2 separate regions of the Mus musculus genome follow, and region 1 is linked to region 2. A link is a contact called in public promoter capture Hi-C data. All regions are on one chromosome and are shown on one strand. The core of a region is the stretch at or near the end of the contact, and the rest is flanking DNA. Distances in the headings are between cores, read along the strand shown.

Evidence for each region. Capture Hi-C pulls out chosen DNA fragments and counts their contacts.
Region 1: a promoter capture Hi-C map of liver shows a contact between it and region 2. The contact joins two enhancer-like sites. A contact is called at or near these places in 5 of 39 promoter capture datasets (cranial neural crest, liver, pre-B cells and 2 more), 2 of 484 Hi-C or Micro-C datasets (embryonic stem cells and liver), 2 of 115 datasets of contacts at active chromatin or transcription factors (embryonic stem cells and memory CD8 T cells) and 3 of 9 other capture datasets (adipose tissue, liver and pancreatic islet).

The regions. Positions count from the first base shown.
Region 1 is chr5:121,811,333-121,814,032 of GRCm38.p6, reverse strand. Atxn2 (ataxin 2) reads right to left here. Exons shown (of 25, transcript NM_009125.2): 23 at 2,421-2,648; 24 at 480-648. Among named protein-coding and RNA genes, the nearest start is that of Mir7031, 6.6 kb to the left of the region's middle. Within about 2 kb of position 1,287, at least 71 of the 459 cell types and tissues checked have an H3K27ac peak or open chromatin away from gene starts, as enhancers often do. A contact at or near this core is called in liver, where this site is marked.
Region 2 is chr5:121,734,153-121,736,852 of GRCm38.p6, reverse strand. All of the region lies in intron 1 of Atxn2 (ataxin 2), which reads right to left. Among named protein-coding and RNA genes, the nearest start is that of Atxn2, 24 kb to the right of the region's middle. Within about 2 kb of position 1,327, at least 3 of the 459 cell types and tissues checked have an H3K27ac peak or open chromatin away from gene starts, as enhancers often do. A contact at or near this core is called in liver, where this site is marked.

The DNA.
Region 1 (2,700 bases), core at 38-2,537, 77 kb before region 2:
GGTGTCGTCACAGCAGCCATCAGTACGAGACATCATGGGCGTCCTGTGTCAGGGCACAGGCTGGGGCTAACACTACACTCAGACCAGTCCGCACACAGCACGTGTTCACCAGTGCTCTCCTCCAAGCTACGATCAAACTTGGCCATGGGCATAAACCCCCCACATCAGCCTATAAAGGACTCAGGACGGACCACGCTGCCCTGTCCAGCCTATCATACATACATAACCAGGAAGGCCAACTGAGTCCTCGGCATGCATCGGCTACCCAGAATGAGGCTGCTGCTTCTCAAGCCAACCCTGAACCAGCAGAACACACACAGAGCCTGATGTTTCCTGACCGTCACGATCCCTCCTGTGCACACTTGGATGGGCCTCGCTAGTCAGGTTTGCAGCCTGAAGCACTGGTCCTGCCTGCCATTCTACCTCTGCGAGCAGAACGCTCGGGGTGCCCCGGCGGCCCCTGCACACACACGCCTCACCTGAAGGGTGCGTCATATAAGGGAAATGCGCTGTTGTCGAGACTGGAATGGGCTGTAGTGCACTTTGAGCGAGGGCGGCCTGGGGACCGCCGGGTGGCTGTGTCGTCATTAGCATCATTGGCGCATGGGCAGTTGGATGAGAAGGAACCATTCCTGACTGTACATGAGCCTGAAACAGAGAGCTCTTTTACGCATACAGGCAACATCTCCTTCTTAAACAACAAGTCAGCTATTCCTTTCATTGGACTAGGGCTCTTGAAGGAGCAAGATGGACTTCTTGGGTAACCTTGAGGTAGATCCAGCAGGGCTAAGATGGGGAAGTTGCCTCCTAGTCCCCAACTCGTCTGCTCAGATACCACACAAGGCAAGGTCTTCACCAAAAGCAGCCGCTATTGGGGTGGGAAGGGCACTTTCTTAGCTTGCTATGGTGCATGGCCAAAGATATATCAATGCCCTTTTCCAGTCAGAAAGCAACTGACAAGGGCCTGTAAGGGGACTGCCTCCCCAGCACCCTCAGCAGCTTCCTGAGTCTCTCCTCTTCCGCCCTTCCCCAGTTGTAGTGGGTTCCCCAAAAGTAGGGTGAAGCAGCACTTAGGCCCCTCACTTTAAAAGCTTAACTGACGGAGCAAAGGCTGAGTCACTGGCTCCACTGAGATGACAGAGTGATCTGAAGCTGGGTCAACCCAGTACCAAATGGCAGCAAATTTAAGTTAGAAAGGTGATGTTAGCTACCTGGTCGGTAATCTCAACCTTGGCTCTGCAGGGAGTGGGCAGAGCAGGAAGAGGCGGCTTCCTGCCTCCCATCCTGTGCATTGCTCTAGACCATCACCCCAGCGAAGCACTGGTTCACACCTTCAAACAGGCCCATGGCTCTCTGCTTTCCCTGTTAGCCTCTTACTCTCTTATGCAAATACATGAGTGAGGTTTGGGATGAGCTCATCTTACACATAAATTCACAGCCTCTGCTGGACACTTAGAGGACCCTGATTCTCTTAAGTCTCACTCCACCAAAGCACACTGACCACACTGGCTACCCTCCCCACTGCCGCCAGCCAACAGGAGCATATTCTACACTCTCAGCTCTGGGGGAAGGACAGGAACAAGCTAGCCTTCTGCAAGAGACCCAACTACACAGCAGCGTTAGCTCACACCTCGCCAGAGCCTCACTGGCACACTGAGACAGGAAATAGAATCATTCAGGAACTCTTCTAAGTGAGACCCACCTCAGGGAACTGTGATCAAAAGTAGCAGACATCTGATCCAGCCACCTTACGTTAACAGCTACAGAGAGGGCCTCTCCATGGCCCAGGCTGCCCTGGCTCTCTCAGCAACCACAGCTTTCAAGCTCAGCCTTTACACTGGGGGAAGGAAGGGAGGAAGGAAGGAAGGGAAGCCCCAGACGGTCTGGGCTACTCTAGAGCCTGAGTTCTCCTGCACCACAGCCCAAGGTCCAAGCTCAGGAATCACAGCAGACAGAGGCAACCAGGCAACAGCTGGGACACTGCTAACCCGCAAACCAACAATCCTAGTGCAGTCCCTCAGAGTGAGAGCCACTGAAGGCCTGCCTGCCACCCTGCTCTAAGGCTCGCGTGTGTGCTCCCGTGTAGAGGTGTCTGCATGTGTGCACATATATACACAGTGGAGAGGCTAGAGAGACGCAGCGAAGCAGACACAGGAAGGAAAGGACTGGGGTGCATTCCAGACTCAGAGGTTTAAGGTCTCAGCTGGGAAATGCTAAGTCACAGTTTCACTGATCCACCACAAAACCATAGCAACATTCACTGAGAGCCAGAAGATCACGTGCTAAGCAGGAAAGGGGCAGACAGGCAGATGGCACCACACACAGGGTTTCCTGGCTTGGGGAGCAACTGGCTCCTTGCTGCTTATCTGACCACCACTCCCTATGTGGCCTTCACAAAAACTTGGCTAGTGCTGGTTTACCTGAGGTACGTGGGCCATGTGGGGTGGGGTGGTGTATGCCGGCTGAACATGAGAAGGGTGGATGGTGAAGACTGTCTGTTGTGCTGCTGGGAAACTGCTCTGTGGAGACTGTGTATTAGAGGCAGGTGTCATGGAAGGTGGTGTTGGTGCCAGCCCCGCATGATAAATGGCCGACTGCTGCTGTGGACTGGCCAGATGAAGAGCCTGGGCAGCCTGGTGCTGATGGTGCTGTAAAGCAATGGGAAACTTCATAGAGTGAAGGCGACAGGCCACCACCCCA
Region 2 (2,700 bases), core at 78-2,577:
AACCTAGTTCAAAAACAGCAAAAGCAAAAGCAAGCAAAAACCAAAACCAACAACAACAAAACCCAGATAATCAATGATCTGCAAAAAGATGTTCAAAGGTGAATTAAGAACACCTCATGCTCTTCCAAAGAGCCAGGGTGGGAACAGATCCCAGCACTCACACCGGATGGCTCACAATTCCAGTTCTGGGAAACAGCATCCTTTACTGGCTTCTGCAGACACCCATACACATAAATAAATCATGAAATTAATCTAAAAATAAAAAGATGTTCAAGCTGCATATAGTGGCATATCCCTGCAAACTCAGCATTCAGGAGATGGAGTAAGAGAATCAGGAATTGAGGTGCATCCCTGCTTCATAATGAGTTTAAGAGCAGTCTGCATTCCATGAGACTCTACCTCAAAAAAAAAAAAATTCTTTCTTTTGGTTTTTTGAGACAGGTTTTCTCTGTGTAGCCCTGGCTGTCCTGGAACTCATTCTGTAGACCAGGCTGGCCTCAAACTCAGAAATCTGCCTGCCTCTGCCTCCCAAGTGCTGGGATTAAAAGCATGCGCCACCATGTCCGGCAAAATAAAATATTCTTTGTACCACTAGTTTTTTAGGAAATTAAATTTCACACCCATTATGGCAGCTTATAGTGCAGGGATTGAAGTATTTACCTTTCAGGAAGCCATGAATTATTTCTGGCACCGTCTCTAACCAATACCAGAAGTTAGCAAGTAGGTGAGAGCAGTGGGAGAATCAGAATCTTGGGTACCATTGACAGAAAGGGAAGACAGTGTGCCCCACCGGCTAACATGGCTACTCCTTAAATCATTAAACACAGTTGTTGAGACAGCTAGCTCACTGAATAAAGGCATCCCTGGAATCCATAAAAGTGAGTGGGAGAGGGCTGGTGAGATGGCTTAGCAGGTAAGAGCACCTGATTGCTCTTCCAAAGGTCCTGAGTTCAAATCCCAGCAACCACATGGTGGCTCACAACCATCCATATGAGATCTGACACCCTCTTCTGGTGTGTTTGAAGACAGCTACAGTGTACTTACATATATAAATAAGTAAATCTTTAAAAAAAAAAAAGTGATTGGGAGAGACCTGGCCTGAGCACCGTCACAGACTTGCATGGTCGGTCGGTCAGTCGGTCAGTCAGTCAGTGTCTGTCTGTCTGTCTGTCTGTCTCTCTCTCTCTCTCACACACACACACACACACACACACACACACACCAAACAGAGAGAGTTGTCGGTCAGGTTCTTGCAATCACTCAATCACTCTGTTGCCACCAGAACTAGATAGTACAACTTTTGCTAATAAAGACAAATCCAGCACAGCCTTTGGACGCAGGACAAGGAGAGCGCACTGTGACAGTCAGGGGCCTCCTGCTGGCTGGCTTTCATGGCTACCTGAAGGTGTCCACAAGCTGCTGGGAAGAAAGACATCAATCTGAACAGAATCTTAGCCCTGAAGTGAACCACACAAGCCAAACAACCAGCACCAGTCAAGGTGTACACACCGTTGTAATGTGGCATTATGTGGCAATAATGGCATTACCACTTTCTAATTATCTAAAGCCTGTTCCACAGGAGAATGCTTATGCCTAACTGATACCATAAAGCTATGCAAAAGTCCACAACTAGGAGAGTTACAGGCTATACGGAGACAATCTAGTGTTGTTTTCTAAGTGGACGTGGTATCAAATTATCTCTAAATATTTTTGTTCATTCCTATAGGTTAGAGCTGCTCTCTGCCTTGGTCAGAGGCTAACAACTAGTCCAAGTGCAGAGAATGAGCGCTAGGCCTAAAACAAGACTTCCATGTGAGTCACCCCGCCACGTTCAGACAGACCAGACAAGGGAGGGCACGGGGAGTTTAAGGCCAGAGTATGTACATATGGCATTGCAGTTGTGCTCAAGAACTTAAGCAGTTGGGTTACCTGTCCAAGACTGGGCACGCCTATAATCCTGCAGACAGGACATGGGATCCTAGGGTGCCAGCCCTCTTTGGGACCTACTGGGAATGAAGGAGGAGGAAAGGCTGGAGGAGGTAGGTCTTCTCTTCAGTGCTGTAGTGCCTTTCCTGCAGTGCAGTGAGTGACTCCCATCCCACACTCACGTAACCAACTCTAATCAATGTCAGCGGACGCCAAACACCAAACAACAGACAGACACAGAAACAGGAGGGGGTTGGTTGGGGAAAGGGGTTTAGCAGGAATGGAATCGGGTAAGAGAGTTTCGGGAGTGGGAAACAACCAAAGGACACTCTGTACATCAAAGAAATTAATAAAGGCATTATATACATCAAAAATAAATAAAAACTAAAGTAATTGGGAGAAATCTAAATAGAATGATCACAAGATCCAGTAGTTCAGGTTCTGGGCTTATATCAAAACCCTTGCCTGAAGCCGTGAGTCAGCAGATAGTCACACACAGTCCCCAGCAGGTCACTCACCAAGGGAAGACCATTCAAATGCACACTGATGGATAACAACATCATGATGGCTTACAACAAAATCTGCATTCATCCAAAGAAATAAACTCTCTAGAGCTGGAGAGATGGCTCAATACTTACTGCTCTTACATGGGATCTCAGTTCAATTCCCAGCTTACAGCTGCCTATAACTCCAGCTCCAGGGCAAGTGCCCTCTTCTGGCCACCACGGGCACCTACACTCACATGCATATACCCCACATACCCAATACAGACAC